4 separate regions of the Hordeum vulgare genome follow, and all the other regions are linked to region 1. Evidence: chromatin contacts called from public Hi-C data. All regions are on one chromosome and are shown on one strand. Each heading gives the region's core, a stretch centred on a gene start, on an enhancer-like site or on the middle of the called end of the contact. The rest is flanking DNA. Distances are from core to core; before and after follow the strand shown. Region 1 holds the start of LOC123449126 (protein TPR3). Region 2 holds the start of LOC123449117. Region 3 holds the start of LOC123450658. Region 4 holds the start of LOC123449121 (beta-galactosidase 6).

Region 1 (2,765 bases), core at 154-2,653:
CTTACTTATCGAGGGCCTCGAGATACTTCTGCTTGCGGATCTCGAAGAATATCTTCATCGAGTAGCGGTTGTCATCGACTTTGGTGAAGCCCCCGAGGTAGCGCTCCACCTCATCCCAATTCCCATTGATCACCTCGTCCTCGAAGTACTTCATGTTGAAGTAGAACCCAGACTCCTGCTCAAGCCTAAACAGCACCAAGAGCTCCGACTGAGCACACAATACAAACGAAGAGCGCAAATTTCTGTCTCTTTTTTCGTTGAGTTTGAAAAAAAAATCACTCACTTGTGGACGGTCTCCTTGAACTTCTCCTCATCGAGGAACTGCAGGATGAGGAAGACGAGCTCCCGGCTGAGAGAAGACATCCTCGCTTCGCCTACTCCTCACCCACCCAGGGGGGCTGTAAACCTAGCCTATGGGGGCGCAGGACCCCCCACTGCAGAATAAGATTCGGATTCCAGGCTCAGTCCCCGATTACCGGCAGCCGCGGCGGAAACACGACGCCACGGGTAAAAAAAAAAAGCAGATCAAAGGCGAGATCGATCCAGGCGGGGGCTAGGGCTTTTACCAGCGGAAGGAACCGGGCCCGGCTCGGATCTCCTCCGCTCCGCCCGGCGCCGGGGCGAGCAGAGCGGGGCCGGCTGAGGGCTCGAGGCGGCACGGTGCGGCGGGGCGCCCGGCGGCGGAGATCCGGCGGCTTCCGATTCGGGGAGGGCGGGGCGGGGGCGGCCGGGGTGGGGCGGGGCTCCTATCGCGAGAGGACCGAGGGAGCCGGGAGGATGAGACTGAGCAAGGGGCAGTATCGTAAGTCAACAAGGGGGAGGGGGTGTGGGGAGCAGAATTCCTCTATTTATACGAGGCGAGACGATAATGGCACCCGCCCGGCGCGTCTATATATACTACTCGTACACTCCCCAGACGACATATGAGAACGTGCAGGATAAAAATATCTTCATATCGTTATTAGACACGGACAGGAAAAAGAAAACACTACGCCTTACGTTCGCTGCACGCGTTCGTTCGTTCGTTCGCCCCAAACCCTAGATCTGTTTCAAAACCTACCATATGTGTATGTATGCACGTATCTCAACAATTTTGAACACGGCGTGGGGAAACACGGCCGGAAATGCAGATCTGAAGCGGGGAATCGGGCCCGTGGAAAGCCAGGGCCCCTTTTCAACCCTTATGTGGATCCTTTTGGGCATGGATATACACACACAGAATTCCTTCGCCCAGGGTTCGCAAAAAAAAAAGATGAATTCCTTTGCCCCCCAAAAAAAAATTCCAGGATCGAATCGAAATATCCAACCAACAACTGTGTAATTCCGAACAGAAGCAAAAGCAAAGGCTGTGCTGCACTTACGGAGCTTTGTGGCTGGAGAGGGACCGGAGAAGAGCTGTGGGGAGAGAAATTGGGTTGTTGGGGGCTAGGGCAAGGGATGGGGCAACCACCGCGGCGGTCCTATTTATAGGAAATTCTCGTATTGCCACTGATAGGATCTGCTGCATATCGATAAGCTAGTGCGGTTATCAGGTTCTGCATATTAGCTTATCAGATACGATAAGCGCTATGTGATACGTTAAGGGGACACGGGAGGTAGTGGTAGGGTCCGTGGGGCTCCATCGCCATTAGCGCAAGGGAATCCGCGTTTGGATTTGCTTTTAATGAAGACGTGTCCAGTCTGTACCCAACGACTAAAAGACGCCTTTAAATGCTCTTCCCTGGAAGAAAATCGGCCTTTTCTATTTCTTGCTATTATTAAGACAGATAGATACTCCACGAGTCAAGTACTACCTAACAGAATCATACACAAACTAAAAAAACCAGAAAAATGATACGCCCTCCATTCCTAAATAGTATAAGTTTTTTAAAAGATTTCATTAAGCACAAAAAAAAAAGTTTCACTAAGAGACTACATACTCCCTCCGTCCCAAAATTCTTGTCTTAGATTTATTTAGATATGAATGTATCTAGTCAAATTTTAGTATTTAGATACATTAATTTCTAGACAAAGCTAAGACAAGAATTTTGAGACGGAGGGAGTACGTATGTATATAGACATGTTTTAGAAAATAGATTCATTTATTTTATTCCGTGTGTAGTCCCCAAATCATATCTCAAAAAAAAATAGGAAAGGAGGAAGTACAGTAACTTATCTAACTCACATATCTCTAGTCCTAAAGAAGCAGTTGCTACGTCGTTCGTTTCGTACCATCCCTCCCCCACCCATCGATCATTTCCACGTCAATTTTTCTATCCCTGTAAAAAACGGTGGAGAAACCCCCCCCCCCAACAAAATCATATGTTGCCTCCCCCCATCCCTCGCTACCCTTGCTCCACCCCCGCCATGAGCCGCAGTCGCCGCCACCCCCAATCCCCGACCTTCCTCTCCACTTCAGGTCGACGTGGTGTTTCCTGGTGTTAGAGCATATATCTCCATATGTGGTTTTGGTAATTGATGACAATTCCTATGGGCTAATGGTTGTCTTAAGTTATATTTATAGGATTTATCCATAGGCACTTTTTGAAGTCCATCTGTTGGGTTCAAGGAGTTTATATGATGACCAAGATGGTATTCAAGGTATTATCCAAAGAATGGTCATAGAGACACAAGGTTGATCAAGATCTCAGACAAAGAGTAAATCAAGATGATCAACACACGAAGCGTACAAGATGTACCGAGAGGGATCAAGTGATCCCATGGTATGGTAAGCATTTTCCATTATGTCGTGGTTTTGTCACGGCCGGTGTCCTCGTGAAAGGACT
Region 2 (2,765 bases), core at 197-2,696, 880 kb after region 1:
TCTTCTGATTTTCTAGGGCAAATAGCACCTTATAGGAGAAGATGGGCCCTGGGGCCAGCCAAGTGAGCCACGAGTCTGCTTGGCGAGCCTTGGAGGGGTAGGGCGTGCCACATCGGCTCGTGACACCCTCGCGGATCCTCCTCTAGTAATTCCTTCGCCAGTGTTTTTGTATATTCCAAAATATTTCTCCAAAATTTAAAGGTCATTTGGAGTTTGAGACAATATTCAACTCTTCTATAACCCTTTTCGGTCTAGAATTTCAGCTGCCAACAATCTCCCTCTTGTGTGTGAAACTTGCAAATTAAGAAAGAAAGGGCATTAGGATTGCATCATAAAGTGAAATAACGATCCAAAATACAATAAATATCATTGAGAAAACATGATGCAAAATGGGCGTATCATCGGGTCACCCGGACGCGTGACATCGGGGCAGATCAGATGACGCAAAGTTGTCCCGAGAAGCTCCTCCCTGGCGCGATCGGACGAATCCAAGACATCGACAAGCAGGTTCGAACACGCTCACATGCGTGAGAGTCCACGCGATGAAGCCACCCAATGACGATGGCCCCGAGCGCGTTGGCTGGTCCACCCGTCATGGACCCTCCAGCCGTGTCGCCTGGGCATGAGCCGTCCGAAAAGATCAGATCTCTCTTGAGAAGTCCTTGCGGCATGCCACCCGGCAACAGACGGCTAGGCGAGCCTCTCCGCCTGCGAGGCGCCCTAGGTGGTGGGTACTCCTACATCCTTTATATGAGTAATGCTTGTTGCATTTGTGTGATGAACTTTGTTGTATTGTGTGTTGATCGTTGTTGTTCACCTTGATAAACAATTTATGTTATATGGATTTGATGCACTATGTAATAATTTGCCAAACTATGTAATACCCACTCTTCTCAAAATATAAGACTTTTTTTTGACACGAGGGAGTAATTTGTTGTTCGTTTTGGACTCATTTGAAATGTATTTAGTATTTTGTGTGCGTGCAATATGTATACATGTGGTTTCTTTGTATGTGTGCAATATGTGTACAACATCTTTTTAGATGCCTTAAATACGATAACTATTTTTTTTAACACAAATAGACACAGCCATTCATGCATTTAAATATGAGAACAATAGGAGATGCTCTGAGTATTTTTGTTTCCATGGAAGGTCGCAAAACTGGGTTGATTTTTGAAACAAAACCCACAACTTTCTTTCCAAGACGGAAAAGAGCACGGCCGCCGGATGATGAGAAGGACGCAACGGCGACGCTCATCCAGTCCCCTCCCCGGCACAAACAGCGTCCCTGGTAAATGGGTCCCCAGCCCCCCACGTCAGCATCACGGCCCGCCTCACCGTGAGTTGTTTATCCACTTGGACGGTTGGGCCGTTGGGCGGGCGGATACGCACGAACATCTCGAGATCCCCGCCCTCCGCCGCTCCCGCGCGCTCGACGCTCCGCCGTCCGTTCCGCCCTCCGAAGATCCGGCCTCATCCACCACCACCACCTTCGCCGTCTCCCTCCCCCACTCGCGTCCCGGCCGTCTCCTTTCTTTAATCCAAAAAAAAATTCCTCCCGAATTCTCCTCATCCATCCACACTAATCCCACCGGCGATCCCTTTCCCTAATGCTAACGATGAGCAGTCGCCGCGACTTCTCCACGCCCAATCCATCCCCTCCCTTCCGCGCTTCATCTTCTTCTTCCTCCGCCTCCTCTCCTTCTTCCTGGCGTTCCGTACTGATCTGGTCGTCGCGCCTGGGCTCGATTTGACCGCCCCCACCACCTGCCGTATCCACCACCTGGGTGCAACCGCTCGGGCTGTTCGTTTCTTGGTTCCTGGCCCATCGGTTTTCCTGCGCTGGTTTCGGGATTATCGGGAGCACAGGTGCGTGCCGAGTTCCTCCACATAAAAGGCTTTCTGTTTTTTTTTTTTAACTTTTGTTGTGATGTTGTTGTTCTAGTCCTATCTGGGCTCAAGTTAATCGCTTTCTTGCTTTATTGTCCGTGATATATAGGAGTACTTCCGTTTCATGCATGCCTATAAATGGAATTTTTTGTTGCCGCGCATGGACTCAATCATTAGAACAGTTTTGAGTGTTCGATCAGTTCCGTGTCTGTCCATAATAAGAACTTGTGGTGAGGCGGCTGCGCCGGAGGATCACGTGCTACTTTGTACCAGAGTAAGGTTCATACTAGACCGTTACTAGTGCAGGTCCTTGTTAGTACGGTCATCAATGGAAGTAAACATTCAACAGTAAAAAAGTTCCATAAAAGGAGAAAAGGGGCTCAAAAGCTCCGAAGAAGAGAAGGAGAAAGTGTATCTTTAAATAGTGCCAAGTTTGTTTTTACCTCTAATAAGTTTCCTGGACAATTCAACCAAAAGTCATACTCAACTTAGAACCATGTGGCTTAAACTGAAATCGTTTAACAGAAACTTTGCATGCCTAACTCAGTTTCTGAATGCCAGCCATTGACATTTATGACCAAGTATTCTAATTTCGAATGGTAAAAATATACTGTAGTACTTTGCGATTATTAGAAAATTGTTGCTTGTGTGGTTCCTAGAGCTCTGACAGGGCAACAAAGTGCTTCTACTTACCTATGCAATGCTGCATCATCAATATGTCTTACGAGTAATCATGATGTGGAGTAGCTCTTTGAAATGGGCCAATCCTTTATCTCCACACATTTTCTGAACGATTTTCATATTATGGTAGCAATGAACTCCGTCATCTGATCCTGTGGTTAACTCTGATAAAAAGATGCCTGGCTCCTGTTCTT
Region 3 (2,765 bases), core at 167-2,666, 720 kb before region 1:
ACCATCGGCGTGGCTCCGTGAGGCCATCACATGTGACATTGTTGCTGCTGGAATGTGATCCTAGCGACAAAGGGTTTGTGGGTAGGAGGGGGTGCTGATGCCATACCTACGTTGATACTTCACAAACCAAAAATTACATGTTATTACAACATATGAAAACATAATGAAGGAAAGAGGAACATAAAAAACATAAGATGCAAATTGAATTCAAATTCACATCAAAAATTGTAAGAAAGCGGGTGACATCGAGTGACTGAAACATGTGCCGATTGATCTCAATGCAAAATAAATACCGGTCAATGTAAATGACTGTTAGATATCGAGTTTCATGAATATGAAAATATTTTTGTCAGCTGATTTGAGAAATAACAAATAACATAATTACAAGCATCATTTTTGTGTCGTAACTTATACTAAAATTGGATTAGAAATGATTGATTACACAAGCTAGTATGTCATAACTGAACACATGAATAATATAGTGCTCAACGTTGACAACAACCATCAAAATCACAACCCTCGCCAGCCAGCCCTACCAACGGCAAGGTATATATTGCAGACTTTTATATTGGGAAGAATAGTATCAAAATGTCATCACAACATTGAATTGCAAACTATCTTGATGGATTAGCTAAAAAGATAAGAAACGTAGAAGGAGTGCTTCACCTGAATAAGCAGTTGGAAGTCTGAAAGATGTGATGAGTGGTGAACAAAAAATTATCTCCATCGTCTAGCACACCATCGCCTGTTGGAATTAAAAAAGACATGTTTTCCTGTCCATCCCACTTTCATTAGGTCATAAGTTGTTGCACTATAGATATGCATGTATCTCAAAGTGTTTCATGTGTGTGTTGGCTACTGCGCATCCAGCCGAAATAGTTCATGACAGCCAACGATCTGTCTTTCTGTAGGAAATGATAACATTCGCTGCAACAGAGTTTCTACCTGAAGATATTGTTAGAACATGTTCCATAAAATTTGTCTCATGAGTATTGTTAGAACCACTATGTGGATAATAAAGGCAGATAACATACTTGTTCAAGTAAACATCTGCAGTATATCCAAATCATTGTACAAATACGATAAATTATTCGTGGGCCATCACATATGGATGAAGTTTCTTCCAGCCTACAAATCATACCTCTGCGTTCAAGCCAAAAATCATATTTGATGAAATACCATCCCGTGCATTCTAAATTCCCAAAGGATTAAAAATTACAATTATGAAGGAACGATGACACAATTCGAAGGGTAGCAGCAGTAATGCAACCTTTTGATGGTACCTATCAGCACAAACCCAAACCCACAGGGTGATATGAGTCTACCATCTTTTATATTTAACTCTGAATCCTATCCGCAGCCACACAAACCCAAAGGATGATACACACAAGATTCATAATTGTGTAGAGAAAGGAAACATTTGTGAACCTGAAAATTTCCCTTCCACGCCGCATGAGGGTTTCGTCGTCGAAACAAGCACAGGGCCCGCCCGCGAGTGCATGGCAGTGAGCCTCCTGGCCAATGACGTGTCGGACCTCTGCATTGGCAAGCCGGTCGTGAGGTCCCTCCCGCTCTCCGCGGCCGCCGGCGACCTCGCCGCCACGGTCCGCAAGGGGCCCCATGCCGCCGCCGCCTCCTGCATCGCCATCGGCCCGGCGCGCGGCGTCGTCGCGGGACGCGCCGGACTCGCCGACGTCCTCTGCCTCCCCTGCTCCTCCCCCGACGCGCTCGCGCCAATGACGTGCCAGACCTCTGCATCGGCAAGCTGGCCGTGAGGTCCCTCCCGCTCTCCGCGGCCGCCGGCGACCTCGCCGCCACGGTCCGCAAGGGGCTCCGCTCCGTCGCTGCCGCCTGCATCGCCGTCGGCCCGTCGCTGCCGCCTGCATCGCCGTCGGCCCGTCGCGTGGCGCCGTCATGGGACGCGCCGGCTTCGCCGACGTCCTCTGCCTCCTCTGCTCCTCCCCCGACGCGCTCGCGCCAATGACGTGTCGGACCTCTGCATCGGCAAGCCGGCCGTGAGGTCCCTCCCGCTCTTCGTGGCCGCCGGCGACCTCGCCGCCACGGTTCGCAAGGGGCCCCGCGCCGCCGCCACCGCCTGCATCGCCATTGGCCCGGCACGCGGCGCCGTCATGGGACGCGCCGGCTTCGCCGACGTCCTCTGCCTCCTCTGCTCCTCCCCCGACGCGCTTGCGCGCCCCGCCGCCGCGCTCGACCGGCCCGTCTCCGCGCTCCTCCCCAAGGACGGCGCCGGCGAGGTCCGCCGCGTAGATCCTCGTTCAAGGTACTCCTCCTCCCCCTCTTGGCACGTTTTTACGGTGATTACTTTTTCGTGGAAACGGACGCGTCTTTGGTCTTTGCGGACGCCTTTTTCCTGCAACTATCGCGCGATGGGAGGGGCTGCGGATGCGTGATTTTCCTCTTGGTGGAGTACGGTCAGCCAAGATAAAATGCTAAATGTACACCAGACTATGATTAGATTAATGATAACGGTTAGATTTTGATTTATCGGACTAATCCTGTGGTGCTGGTTGGTTGTGGGTCAATTTATTGAGTGCACTTAAGAAAGTTCTTGTTTGCTTATTTAATAGTACTCCCTCCGTTTTTAAATATAAGTCTTTCTAGAGATTCTACTAGAGGACTACATACGGATGCATGTAGACATACTTTATATTATATATTCATTCATTTTGCTTCGTATGTAGTCACCTAGTGAAATCTCTTAAAAGACTTATATTTAAAAACGGAGGGAGTAGTATAGATTCACA
Region 4 (2,765 bases), core at 190-2,689, 560 kb after region 1:
TACACAATATATTATTTACTATGCAAAATGTCACTAGTTCGAAGGGAGCTCATGATAGACGACAGTGTACGATCGGTAAGTAATTAAAGAGAGCTTGGGAGCGAGTGGGAAGAATAAAGCATAGGGTGCAGGGGAAGCAAGCACTGCCCTTTCACACATGACATGACGACCAGCTGGAGGAGATGATTTGAGAAAAGGAGAAACGAAAGTAGTATGACACTAGAGAAAATAGCACAGCAGCAAGAGAGAGAGAGAGAGAGAGGTTGATGGCCGGTATGGAGTGGAGAACGTGCCTGTCCCCGGACGGGCTCGTGGACGTCCCAGAAGACGTACGTCTCGACCACGTCCAGGCCGCCGTCCTTGGCCTTCTGCATCAGCCCCGGCCACATCTGCAATCAACGCCAGCCAGTGTTGAGCTATCCTCGGAGAAGAGAGTAGGGAGAGGCCACGCACAGACGAGAAAGAAAGAAAGCAAAAGAGAGCCGGACGTACGTCGGGGGTGCTCCGCGGGTAGTGGATGGAGCCGGAGACGAGCACGCGGCGCACGCCGTCGATGACCAGCGCGCGGTGGTCGTACGTCACGTTGGTCGCCGCCGACGTCCCCGCCAGGCAGAGCAGCGCGAGCAGCAGGGCCGCCGCCGCGCTCGGCAGCCTGCCGACGGCCGCCATTGCTTTGTCGCTCTCCTGAGAAGAAACAGCGACAAGGACTGCACCTTGTTCGTGGGATGATGGCGTTCGGTGTACTAGCCGAGCTAGTAGCGCGGTGGACGTGGAGTGGAGTGAGGGCGACGAGCAGCAGCTGGAGTTGCTCGGTGGGGGGCGGTGAGAGAAAAGAAAAAGAAAGAGAGGAGAGAAGCCGGAGGCTGCTGCTGCTGCTGCTAGCTCGGTGCCTCGGTGTGTGGCTTGGCTTCCCAGGCGAAATGGGATTTTAACGGAGCAGCAGAGCGCACACACACCAGAGACACTACTGGTGGTTTAATATACACCCCATGGGCAGGGCACAAACGAAATGCACCTCGCTTTCTCGCTTTGTTTGTTCCTTGTGGTCTTGTGGTTTGTGGATGCGGTGGTGGTGGTGGTGCCGTGCCCCTCCTCCTTCTCCCACCGCGATTAAAAAGGCTTTTTTGCGCGCTCGCGGCAGGCAATGGGGTGGGTGTGGAGTGTGGCCGTGTTCTCTCTCGTGGATCTTCCCTGCTCTTGACCTGCCCCGGGCGTCCGGTTTTGCTGCTGCTTGCAAGCAACGGCAACAATGGCGGACACCTGGGGTGCGCGATCGCGATGAGAAAACGAGATTGAACTGGATCGGATCGGATAGACGGGAGGGAGAAAGAATTTACTCCTGCTGCGAGTTGCTAGCAGCAGTAGTTAATGGCGGCGGCGTGATGGTTCGGTGGTACACACGGCGTGGATGATTGATGGGTGGGCCGCGGGAGTAATGCAAGCATCTTCCTTCCTTGCTGCCTCTCACCCTCTTTTCTCCCTCGCTGAAAATTACACCCCCCTCTTCTTTTTTTTACTTGCTGCAGAGAGCGTTTAGTATTCCCCCTCGCCGTACGCCTCCGGGCATGTGCTCTTGGCATTGGCCTCGCAAAGAAAGATAGAAAATGGGGCCGGCTAGCTACACCGACAGGGGTCGTGTGCGGTGACCGGCCGGCGTTGTCGCTTGTCGATCCCCAGCCCCGTTACCAGCACGTAGCGCTAGTTGTACCACGTCTGCCGCTCAGGTCTAGAACGGCCTTGTCGCTTCCCCGTCCCCGCGCGCGTATCATATGCTGCACTGCCGGCGTCCTGGACTGTCCCGCGGCGAAGGATCCATCTCCTTTTCGTTTCTTATCTTGTGCTAGAAAAATGGAAATGGCGAGGGTGGAAAGTGGTGGCTTAATTTTGGAGCAGTGGAAGTGGAAGATGATGACGCGGCGAGCTGTAGACAGGAGCCAGTTGTCGCTGCCGTGCGTAGGGATTTTTTTTAAAGGAGGATGACCCCAGGCATGTGCATCTGGAAGATGCATGCAGCCATTTTATTAATTATTCACAAATATCTTATAAAGCAATACATCAATATATCTGAAGCCGTTCTCTTGGCAATATCTGTCGCTACTCCTATCCAATGATGAAGGGGTGCAGAAAGTGTAAGCCACATACCCAGACCTCTCACCTAGCCTAACATCTAAAGCCGAAGGCCCCGACCGAGCCACATACCGGGTCAGGGGCACAAACCGGTCCAACGCACCCTCATAGGTTGTCGCCGCCGCTTTCCATCAATCCATCTTCAGAAGAGTTACTGACGCATCGACCTTGCAGGGCCTGCCGTCGATGCCCCCACGGTGCCAGACAACGCCTCCTCCCAACGCGCGCTCATCATCACGCATCCGTCGTCGAGACTTTGCTGCGCCTCGCCGCCGAGACTCCACGACATCAATGTGTCACAAGGAACGCCGCTCCATCGTTGATGCCGCCCAATGATCCCTCGAGCCCGTGTGTACCTCCATGAATGACGCCCCCAAGAGGGAAACAACACCAGAGCATCGCCGCCATCCAATCTACTGATCTAGGGTTTCCCCCGAAGGTAGCAAAGAGTGGCCTTGAACTTCTCCTCAGCGATGCCTTCAGGAAGGAAATGACGTAGACAACGCCGCCATCGCCGGCTTTGGCAGTAGCCGAAAGCAAGCTTTTACCCAGATCTGTTCGAAGAACCCATCTCTCCTGCACGGGCCACCACATCCTGCGACGTCCCCAGAAAGCGGGATCCCAAGATCCGCCGCCAC

The links. A called contact is a pair of places that touch in the nucleus more often than the background predicts.
Region 2: a Hi-C map of leaf shows a contact between it and region 1, with 3 times the contacts expected there. The contact joins the promoter of LOC123449117 here to the promoter of LOC123449126 in region 1. A contact is called at or near these places in 2 of 6 Hi-C or Micro-C datasets (leaf and seedling).
Region 3: a contact with region 1 is called in a Hi-C map of leaf, with 4 times the contacts expected there. The contact joins the promoter of LOC123450658 here to the promoter of LOC123449126 in region 1. A contact is called at or near these places in 2 of 6 Hi-C or Micro-C datasets (leaf and seedling).
Region 4: a contact with region 1 is called in a Hi-C map of seedling, with 10 times the contacts expected there. The contact joins the promoter of LOC123449121 here to the promoter of LOC123449126 in region 1. A contact is called at or near these places in 4 of 6 Hi-C or Micro-C datasets (leaf and seedling) and 1 of 1 datasets of contacts at active chromatin or transcription factors (embryo).

What each region holds. Positions count from the first base shown.
Region 1 is chr4H:496,131,819-496,134,583 of MorexV3_pseudomolecules_assembly, reverse strand. LOC123449126 (protein TPR3) reads right to left here and starts at 1,403. Exons shown (of 27, transcript XM_045126218.1): 1 at 1,362-1,403; 2 at 284-434; 3 at 6-185. The coding sequence starts at 363.
Region 2 is chr4H:495,247,385-495,250,149 of MorexV3_pseudomolecules_assembly, reverse strand. It overlaps LOC123449117, which reads left to right and starts at 1,446. Exons shown (of 6, transcript XM_045126209.1): 1 at 1,446-1,869; 2 at 2,000-2,164.
Region 3 is chr4H:496,852,056-496,854,820 of MorexV3_pseudomolecules_assembly, reverse strand. It overlaps LOC123450658, which reads left to right and starts at 1,416. Exons shown (of 9, transcript XM_045127799.1): 1 at 1,416-1,729; 2 at 1,764-1,938; 3 at 1,980-2,315. The coding sequence starts at 1,500.
Region 4 is chr4H:495,573,466-495,576,230 of MorexV3_pseudomolecules_assembly, reverse strand. LOC123449121 (beta-galactosidase 6) reads right to left here and starts at 1,439. Exons shown (of 17, transcript XM_045126213.1): 1 at 493-1,439; 2 at 294-389. The coding sequence starts at 669.